2 separate regions of the Sus scrofa genome follow, and region 2 is linked to region 1. Evidence: chromatin contacts called from public Hi-C data. All regions are on one chromosome and are shown on one strand. The core of a region is the stretch at or near the end of the contact, and the rest is flanking DNA. Distances in the headings are between cores, read along the strand shown.

What was found. A called contact is a pair of places that touch in the nucleus more often than the background predicts.
Region 2: a contact with region 1 is called in a Hi-C map of embryonic fibroblasts, with 2.6 times the contacts expected there. The contact joins two enhancer-like sites.

The regions. Positions count from the first base shown.
Region 1 is chr1:184,149,059-184,154,031 of Sscrofa11.1, reverse strand. LOC106509117 (a long non-coding RNA gene) reads right to left here. Exons shown (of 4, transcript XR_002346956.1): 1 at 4,942-4,973. Among named protein-coding and RNA genes, the nearest start is that of GCH1, 110 kb to the left of the region's middle. Within about 2 kb of position 2,456, at least 14 of the 83 cell types and tissues checked have an H3K27ac peak or open chromatin away from gene starts, as enhancers often do. A contact at or near this core is called in embryonic fibroblasts, where this site is marked.
Region 2 is chr1:184,438,349-184,443,321 of Sscrofa11.1, reverse strand. No RefSeq gene overlaps it. Among named protein-coding and RNA genes, the nearest start is that of MAPK1IP1L, 39 kb to the right of the region's middle. Within about 2 kb of position 2,876, at least 15 of the 83 cell types and tissues checked have an H3K27ac peak or open chromatin away from gene starts, as enhancers often do. A contact at or near this core is called in embryonic fibroblasts, where this site is marked.

The DNA of each region.
Region 1 (4,973 bases), core at 1,207-3,706:
ACTGCAGGACACAGCAGGTGCCTCCGTCAGTGGGGGAGGGGTGGTAGGAAGCACCCCCAGGGGCCCCCCTGGCTGCAGGGAGGGGCTGAGCTGAAGCTTCTTCCCTTCCAACATCCAGTGGAAGTGGGTGGGAGGCCTCTACAGGCACTTCCGCTCTCTAGCACCTGTTCCTTTTTATTTTATTTTTTGAGTCAGTCCCTCAAATGGTCGGATTTGCTGGCTTCCTGCTGGCTCGCCACTGAACCTAGCCTTTGAATGGGAGACTGAGTCAGAGCAGCCTCAAACGTGCCTGAAAGGTGAGAACTACTGCTCAAAAGAGCACTTTTCATAGCATTAAATTCCCCTGCTTTGGAATCTTTGAACCAGAGTGATCCACAGGTTGCCGCCCAGCTGGAGACATATGATAAAAGAAACTGGCCTGCTCAGAGGCCAGAGGGAGCTGACAGAGGAGTTTAACAAAGGTGAGGCTGGGATGGTTCTGAGACCCAGTGATCCCACAGTGTGCTATGGGTGGGACAGGAAGTTACCTGGCCACCTGGGACACCACCTGGTTCCGTGATGCCACTTAAAGCTCCTGCAGACTTTGAGAGCTTGAAGAGAGACAGTGGACCCACATAAAGCCACCAGAGTTTGTGTTTGGCATGGGCCCAGGTGGGGCTGGACACTAGTCAGACAGGGAGCCTAGGCCCTTACCCACCTGGACACCGAGTAGGGTCACACTTTCCCATGGCTGTGAGGAGTGAGGAGAACTTGGGGCCAAGCAGCTGCCCTCCAGAGGGCAGTTTCAGCGGCCCAGGGAAGTGGGGGGTGCACTGAGTCTTGCCTCAATCTTTTTCTTTTTTATAGTTGATATACATTGTTCTGTCACTTTCTGCTGTACAGCAAAGTGCCCCAGTCATACATCTAATACACACTCTTTCTCATATTATCTTTCATCATGTCCCATCATAGCTGGATCCATCACAGTTCCCTGTGTGCTATACAGCAGGACCTCACTGCCTATCCATTCTTACTGTAACAGTTTGCATCTATAGCACCAAACATGAAAGTCCCCCTGACTGCAGCCCCCTCCTGCCTGGAGTCAAGGCCCCTCCTCAGCCCAACTGTGTCCCCAGGTTCTTCTTGGTGTTTGTTTTCTTGCACCAGCTATATTTTAGCTCGATGGGGAACACTCCCCATCACCCTGACGCTGGATGCCCCAGAACACCCTCCTTCCTCCTCCTGTCCAGCTTCACCCACTCTTGCTGCTCCCAGTCTGCCTGGGCCTCTCTGCCACTCCTCTGGAGGAACTAGGAAGAAAGAGTATTTCTTAGGTACCATTGTCATTTACATTTAAAAATACATTTAAAAATGCCTGAGCACTTATTAAGCACCTTTGTACATGATGTGGATTTGATATTTGATCTCAGCTACCTCATTAAATATTTTTTGAAAAAATTTTTTTTTTTCCCAGCCACAGATGGCCAAGGTAGTGGAGAAGAAAGAAAGACCCTGAGCTCAGCTCCTCTCATGGGCACACCCTACTTGCAACCATGTGCAGAACAACCATCGATGAAACAGACCTGGGGGTCACACACCCAGAGGATGAGCCCCCAGAGCATTTGGCTTTGAAGGGCAGCAGGGCTTACTCTGGGGAGTCCCAGAGGGCTGGGGAAAATAGGGACTTCACTCTTAAAGGGCACACACAAAATCTTGCAGGTTCTGAAAGCTTCTGCCCTGGGTCTTTTTTTTTTTTTTTTAACAACCACACCTGTGGCATATGGAGGTTCCCAGGCTAGGGGTTGAATAGGAGCTGTAGCTCCTGGCCTATGCCACAGCCATAGCAATGCCAGATCTGAGCCACATCTGTGACCTACACTGCAGCTTACCACAATTCTGGATCCTTCAACCCACTGAGCGAGGCCAGAGATTGAACCCGCGTCCTCATGGATACTAGTCAGGTTCTTAACCCACTGAGCCACAACAGGAACTCCCACAAGCAATTTGATAGGAGCCAGGATCAGACTTATCTGCTGATCCTGGAGCATCTCCTGGAGAGGCAGGAGGTAACCGCCACTCACCCTGGGGACACAGACACAGCAGCAGCCATTTTGGGGAGCTCATTCTCCCACATGGACTCTGATGCTGGCAAGTGCCATTGTGGAATCCTCCCTCTAGCTTATCAGTCCCAGGACCCAGCCTTGTCCTGGCCCAACATCATATGGGCACCACTACTGGGATGGCTCAGGCCAAGCAACTAACTGGTGGGGACACAGCCCCATCCATCAGCAGACAGGATGCCTTCAGACCTCCTGAGCCCAGAGACACCTCTGGATGTGGCCCTGCCACCAGGGTGTCCAGAATACAGCTCTACCCACCAGTGGGCAGGCACTGGCCCCAGAATCCTCTGGGCCTGACCCACCCCTCTGGGAAGTGAGCTCTAGCCACAAGACCAACTTCAACCACCAGGGGGCAGACATCAGATGCAGGAAAATCACAATCCTGCAGCGTGGGGACCCAGTCTGCCTACCAGCAGGCCAGATCCTACCCAGGGATAAGCTAGGCTCTGGCTCTGCCCACTAGCAGGCCAATACAAGCTTTGAGACACCCCAGACCTAACCCAACTGTGTCAGGAACTACCCGCCCCTCCCCGCCGCCCACTGCCCCAAAGGATTTGGCATAATTTCAGGAAACCCCGGGCCCTGTAACCACACTCCAGGACCTAGCTCTGCCTGCTGGTAGGGTGGCACCAATTCCAGGACCTGGCTTCATTCACCAGTGGGCCAGCGACACCACCACAGACTCTGGACTCTGACTCCACCCACCAGTGAGCCAGCACCTGCGGTTCTGCAGTCAGCTACCTCGTGACTCAATCCCGCCAACCAGAAGCCGGCAGTCTCCGCGCCAGGCAGGGCCTGGCACTCAGTGGAACGCGGGCCAGCCGAGTCTACCCGACCGCCCACATAGCCCATTGCAATGGAAGAACACACGCAGACCTCCTATGGGGACCCCTAGAGAGTTTAACTCAGGTGACGAGAGGCAGGTGTGCTGCTGGCACACACAGAACATTGCCCACAACAGGCCACTTTGCCAAGGTCGGGGAGCATCACCAACCTACCAGATACATAAAAATACAGCAGCCGCTAAGAGACCAGGCACCAATGCCTGCCCTCGCCAACCAGGAGTGAGCACAGCCCGTGAGGAGGCACCAATCAGATGACATGTAAAACAGTGAAGTTAGAATATTTCCTGACACCAAATACAAAAATAAACTCAAAATGGATTCAAGACTAGAAGTTAGAATATTTCCTGACACCAAATACAAAAATAAACTCAAAATGGATTCAAGACTAAATTTAACACTAGAAACCATAAAACCCCTAGAAGAAAACATACGCAGAAAGCTCTTTGACATATATCACAGTAATTTTCTTTTGTAAAATAAAGTAACATTTTATTTTTTTTCTTTTTTGGCTGCACCTGTGACCCATGGAAGTTCCCCAGCCAGAGATCGAATCCAAGCCACAGCTCCAGATCCTTAACCTACTGTACCAGGCTGCAGAATCGAACAGATGCAAACAGAGACAAGCCAGATCATTAATCCACTGCATCATGGTGGGAAGCTTTTTTTTTTTTTTTTTTTTTTTTTTTGTCTTTTTAGAGCTGCACTCATGGCATATGGAGATTCCCAGGCTAGGGGTGGAATCTGAGCTGTAGCTGCCAGCCTATGCCATAGCATCGCTGGATCTGAGGTGCATCTGCGAACTACACCACAGCTCACAGCAATGCCAGATCCTTAACCCACTGAGCAAGGCCAGAGACTGAACCCACATCCTCATGGATAGTAGTAGGATTCATTAACCACTAGCCATGATAGGAACTCCCTGGAACTCTCTCTCTCTCTCTCTCTTTTTTAAAATTTATCTCCTAAGGGAAATAAACGCAAAATAAACAAATGAGACCTAATTAAAAGCTTTTGCACAGCAAACTATCAGCAAAATGAAAAGACAATCTACTGAATGGCAGAAAATTTTTGCAAATGATATGACCAATAATAGGTTAATATCCAAGATACATAAACAGCCCATACAATTCAACATTAAGAAAACAAATGACCTGATTAAAAAATGGGCGGAAGACCTGAACAAACATTTTCTCAAAGACCACATGCAGGTGGTTAACAGGCACATGAAAAAATACTCAACATCACTAATCATCAGAGAAAGGCAAATTAAAACCACAATGAGATGTCACCTCAAACCTGTCAGAATGGCTATCATCAAAAAGAACACAAAAGTTGGCAAGGATGTGGAGAAAAGGGAACCCTCATATACTGTAGAGGATGTGAATTGGTGCAGCTACTGTGTAAAACAGTATGGAGGTTTGTTAAAAAACTGAAAATAGAACTTCCATATGACCCAGCATTTCCACTTCTGGGTGTATATCCAAAAAAGTGCCCCAAAACACTAATTCAAAAAGATACATGCACCCCAATGTTCATAGCAGCCTTATTTACAGTTGGCAAAATAAGGAAGCAACCTAAGTGTCTATCAACATATGAATGGATAAAGAAGATGTGGTAATATACACACTCAATATCACTTATAAATGAAATCTAAAAAATACAACAAACTAGTGAATATAACAGAAAAGAAACAGACTCACAGATACAGAGAACAAAACAGTGGTTACTGGCGAGAAGAGGAAAGTGAGAAGGGGGAATATAGGGGTAGAGGCTTAAGAGGTACAGGCTATTAGGTATAAAATAAGCTTCAAGGATATATTGTACAACACATGGAATTTGGCCAGTATTTTAGAATAACATAAATGGAGTGTAACCTCAAAAGTCATGAACCGCTGTGTTGTAACCTGTAGTTTATACATCAACTGTATTTCAATAAAATTTCCCCAATCCCCCAAGAGTTGGGAATTTGCCAGACGGGACGCTAGGACCTCACCCACCTTGGCACAGGGTAGGGTTGCAACTCGTAGCT
Region 2 (4,973 bases), core at 1,627-4,126, 290 kb before region 1:
CCACTTTCTGTGTTAGTTAATATCAAGCTGCCTCATTCTTCTTCATGGCTGCATGATAACCCATTATATATAACATTATCACATAATTTAACACATTCTGTTGTTGGAGGCTTTGCTTGCTTCTCATTTTTCTCTGTAACAACACTGCTGCAATGAACTCCTTTGTGTGTAAGTTGTTGTGCCATCTACCAGGCTTTGAGTATTGCCACTGCTGGGAAACTCCTAGTATTGAGTGCTAACTACGCAAACCCCAGGGTATCTCAGCTACCTCCAGGATTCATTTAGGCCTGGGAAGAACACCACCACGCTCAGTCCTGATCTCTGCTCTTGTCCTTTTGTTCTGCTGTTGAGCAGAGCAGTATATCTATGGCCCAGCTTCCAGATTTCTGTGTAAAAAGCACAGCCAGTGTCCCTCTGGCCACTGGGAGGAAAAAAACAAGGCCAACTCCTCCAAATTCACTCCAGCTAGAGAATGTATGAAGGTGGCTATCTGTCAAAATGGTTTTCAAGATTCTCACTCTTGGAGTTCCTGTCGTGGCTCAGCAGAAACGAATCTGACTAGCATCCATGAGGATGCAGGTTTGATCCCTGGCCTCACTCAGTGGGTTAAGGATCCAGCATTGCTGTGAGCTGTGGTATAGATTGCAGACACGGCTCCATTCCCGCATTGCTATGACTGTGATATAGGCCGGCAGCTGTAGCTCCAATTCAACCCCTAGCCTGGGAACCTCCATATGCCACAGGTGCGGCCCTAAACAAACTGAAAAAAAAGATTCTCACTCTTTTGCCCCTGGGATGGAGTGTGAGTCTGAAACAGCAGTAAGTCACTGATATAGGAGATACAAGGAACTGGAGCAGTAGATGCTCTCCAAAACAAAAGTGCAAAAGAGGGAGCCAGAGAGAGGGTGTGGGTGTGAGTATGTGTGTGTGTGTGTGTGTGTGGGTGGGTGTGTGTGTGTTTAGCCCTGGCCTAAGTGTTCTTGGCCCATGGGCAGAGATAGCCAATCCTTGATCTAATGTGTTGTTGTACTTTTATCCTTTAAGATTTTTAAGCCCCCTGGTCCTGCAAGAAACAATAAGGGCTAATAAGAAGCAGGTTGTGCTCTGGGAAACAGGAAATCTGGTTCCATTTATGACTTCGTCAGTCCCTGCCTGGAATTTTGAGCAGCTTCAGTTTGCTGCCCCGTGCTTTGGGTCTGTCCTGTCTGGAGGTGCCAGGGGTTGGGTTGCAGGGGTTGGAGTTGTTTTTCTTGCAAGATAGTGCTCTTGTCCTTGGCTGTTAAAAATGAGACAAGCCGGGAAGCTTTGCCATTTGGAGATGTTTGTTACGTTTGGCTTATTCTGCTTGCGTGTTTCTTTCTTTTTTACTTTCTGGATACACAGAAAGAACATATGTTTGTAGTATTGGAGGCTGAGGATGAACTTCCTGTGTGGCAGCCCTCCTGAAATGTATTCTTGCATGCACAAATGCAAAGGCACATGTTGACCTCATCTCTCAACCCTTCAGGAACTCTTTGGGGAATGGTGGTGTGGTCACTGTCAGAGTAGAGCAACAAACAAGTCTGCTTTAATCAGAGATGAGCTACATTTGAGCAGTACTAAAGTTGCTCATGGAAAAGTAATTTATTTAGACATCAGGATTTTTAAGCATTTTATTGAAGTGTAACATACATGCAAAAAAGTGTATGCATTATGAATATACAGCTTGGAGTTCCCACTGTGGTGCAATGGGATCAGTGGCATCTTTGCACTGCCAGGATGCAGGTTGGATCCCTGGACCAGCACAGTGGGCTGGGGAACTCCATGTGCCCCAGGACAGTCTAAATAAAGAAAATAATAAAATAAAATACATTTTAAAAATATACAGCTTGGTGAATTTGTACAAAGTGAACACACCTGTCATCCAGGTAACCACTGTCTGGGTCTGCTAGACATTAGTGGCACTCCACTAGACCCCTGTATCGCCTCCCTCCCAGTTACTAGTCCTTTGAGTTATAGCCACTGACCTTTTAACACTTTATATCAGTTTCACCTGTTTTTGAACTTTATATATATTTGTGAAGTTTATTTATATTTTGCATAGATGTGGTTCATTTATTCTTTCCTCTTGGAATTCATGAAGGAAATATACCACAGTCTACTTGTGCATTCTATGTTGATGGGATTTAGGGTTGGTTTCTGTTTGGGGCTGTTTCCCATTATGCTGCTATGAACAGTTTTGCACATATGTTTTGGTGCCTCTGTGCATACATTTCTGCTGTATACATTCCTACAAGTGAAATTGCTGGGTCACAGAGTATGCCTACATTCAGCTTTTAATAGGCCTTGGAAACAGCAATGATAAGAGTTAGAAATGTATTTGTGATAGGGGACAAAGCATAGGGCTAAGATCAGGCCCAGGGCTCTGGTCCCCTCCCAGACTCGGATTACAGAACATCGAGAGCAACCTACTCACCCCCAGTGTCTCCTCAACAGCAAACTGGAAATAATCAGTACCTGCTCTATTCTATTGCTGTGGGTGGGAAAGCCCTCTGCAAATTCTCAAGCTACACGAATGGAAGGTGTCATTAATATGGAAGTGAGAGAGGGAGCCCTTTAATTATTAATGTGAACTAAAGAACAACTATATTTATGTGAATTTCCATTTTCAGTTAAGAATCCAGAGATTAGATTAACTGCTCTGCTAGACAGAGCGGCAGTGCCTCAGGGGCTTATAGTAGTATTCTCTCAAACCCAGACACAAAGAGTATCCTCCCAAGCCTGTCCTCCTCTGTACCTCACCAGAAGATTCCTCCCCCCCACCCCGGAACCCCAGCAGTCCTCCCAGTTCTCTCTCTCATTTGCCAAATGCATCCTCCTTTCCCTTGCTTTTGGCTCTGCCCAGCTGGACCAGCTATAAGGCACCAGGAAAGCCAAAGGACACAGCATCCATGTCCCCTTTGCATTACTGAACATGAAGTTTGAGTATTGTGAGGGAAGGCTTTGGGCTTTGGGCTCAAAGTGAAACTAAAAGTTCACAGGCATTTATTTTAACTCAAGGGCTCTAAAAAATCGTAATTAATTGAAAGTCAAAACCTCTTTCATCCTATTGGTTCCTATGCAGATGGTCACACAAGTAGGTGGCAGTGCCCTCTTCTGGCCAAGGCCACACTTGCACGGCTGTGCCTAAGGTCCGGGGATTGTGACTCAGGGTTGGTTATACACTTGGGAACAGACTCATCTTGGGGTTAGTATTGAGAAAATCACATTTGGGCATCCACCCTCCTTTATTTTTTATTTTTTATTTTTAGTGTCCTTTTAGGGCCACACCCACGGCATATGTAGGTTCCCAGGCTAGGAGTTGAATCAGAGCTACAGCTGCCGGCCTACACCACAGCCACAGCAACGCCAGATCCAAGCTGCGTCTGCGACCTACACCACAACTCACGGCAATGCCGGATCCTCAACCCGCTGAGCGAGGCCAGGTATCGAATCCGAAACCTCATGGTTCCCATTTGGATTCGTTTCTGCTGCGCCACGACAGGAACTTCAAAACCCATTTTTAAAATTAGCCAAATGGTTATAGCTAGGCAGAGAGATTTTGGTTATATATATCTAAATATTGTATATATGTATAATATATATTTGTGTTTCCTTCAGCGATTGATCAGAAGGACCCACGAGACCCAATAGCAAGTTTTTTTTTGTTGTTGTTTTTTGTCTTTTGTCTTTTTGTTGTTGTTGTTGCTATTTCTTGGGCCGCTCCCGGGGCATATGGAGGTTCCCAGGCTAGGGGTTGAATCGGAGCTGTAGCCACCAGCCTACGCCAGAGCCACAGCAACGCGGGATCCGAGCCGCGTCTGCAACCTACACCACAGCTCACGGCAACGCCGGATCGTTAACCCACTGAGCATAGGGCAGGGATCGAACCCGCAACCTCATGGTTCCTAGTCGGATTCGTTAACCACTGCGGCACGACGGGAACTCCCCAATAGCAAGTTTTATACTCACTCAGATTTATGGTAGCAAGAGATAGAGACTGAAAGCAGCAGGAAAACGACATCTATTCATGGAGTCTAGAAAGGTTTAACACTGGCTTCCAATGTCCTTCCTGGTCCAACGTTACACAGGACTACTCATTCTCTCACTGTTGACTGTGAACATGTGTGAGAGAAATGTCTTTGCCCATAGAAGCCATTTGGGTCTCAGAGTCCAAAGCGTTTATGGGGAGCTGGTCACATATCCTGCTATGCGACCAACCATGACAATCAAAACTCAGGACCCTACCAATGAAACCAGGTATAGATTGTAGATTTTGATGTTTATGCAAAGCAACTTGACAAGAAGGTATGGTATGGTCCATTGATCCAGGAGTGTATAGCCCATCGATCACTAACAAAAAGAACACTCTAGGGTCGCATTTCCAGCAGTAGGCAAAGTGTTAATCATGGATCCCTTGAAGACAGGTACGGAGTAAGCAACCAGACCTGCTGTGTTAACTCTTTCCTCACAGTCTGTATTTCCTAAAATGTCTGTGATTAACCTCTATTACTTTTGTAGTCAGAAAAGTAACTATCAGGCAGTTCCCATTGTGGTGCAGCAGAAACGAATCAAACTAGTGACCATGAGGTTGAGGGTTCACTCCCTGGCCTTGCTTAGTGGATTAAGGATCCGGTGTTGAAGTTCCTGTCGTGGCCCAGCAGAAATGAATCCGACTAAGAACCATGAGGTTGAGGGTTCGATCCCTGGCCTCGCTCAGTGGGTTAAGGATCTGGTGTTGCCATGAGCTGTGGTGTAGGTCGAAGATGCGGCTTGGATCCTGCATTGCTGTGGCGGTGGTGTAGGCCGGCAGCTGTAGCTCTGATTGGCCCACTAGCCTGGGAACCTCCATATGCCACAGGTGCGGCCCTAAAAAAAAAAAAAAAAAAAAAGAAAAGCAAAAGTAACTATTAATATAAAGTCATCCAAAGTTACTTATTTTCCTTTTTAGTTAT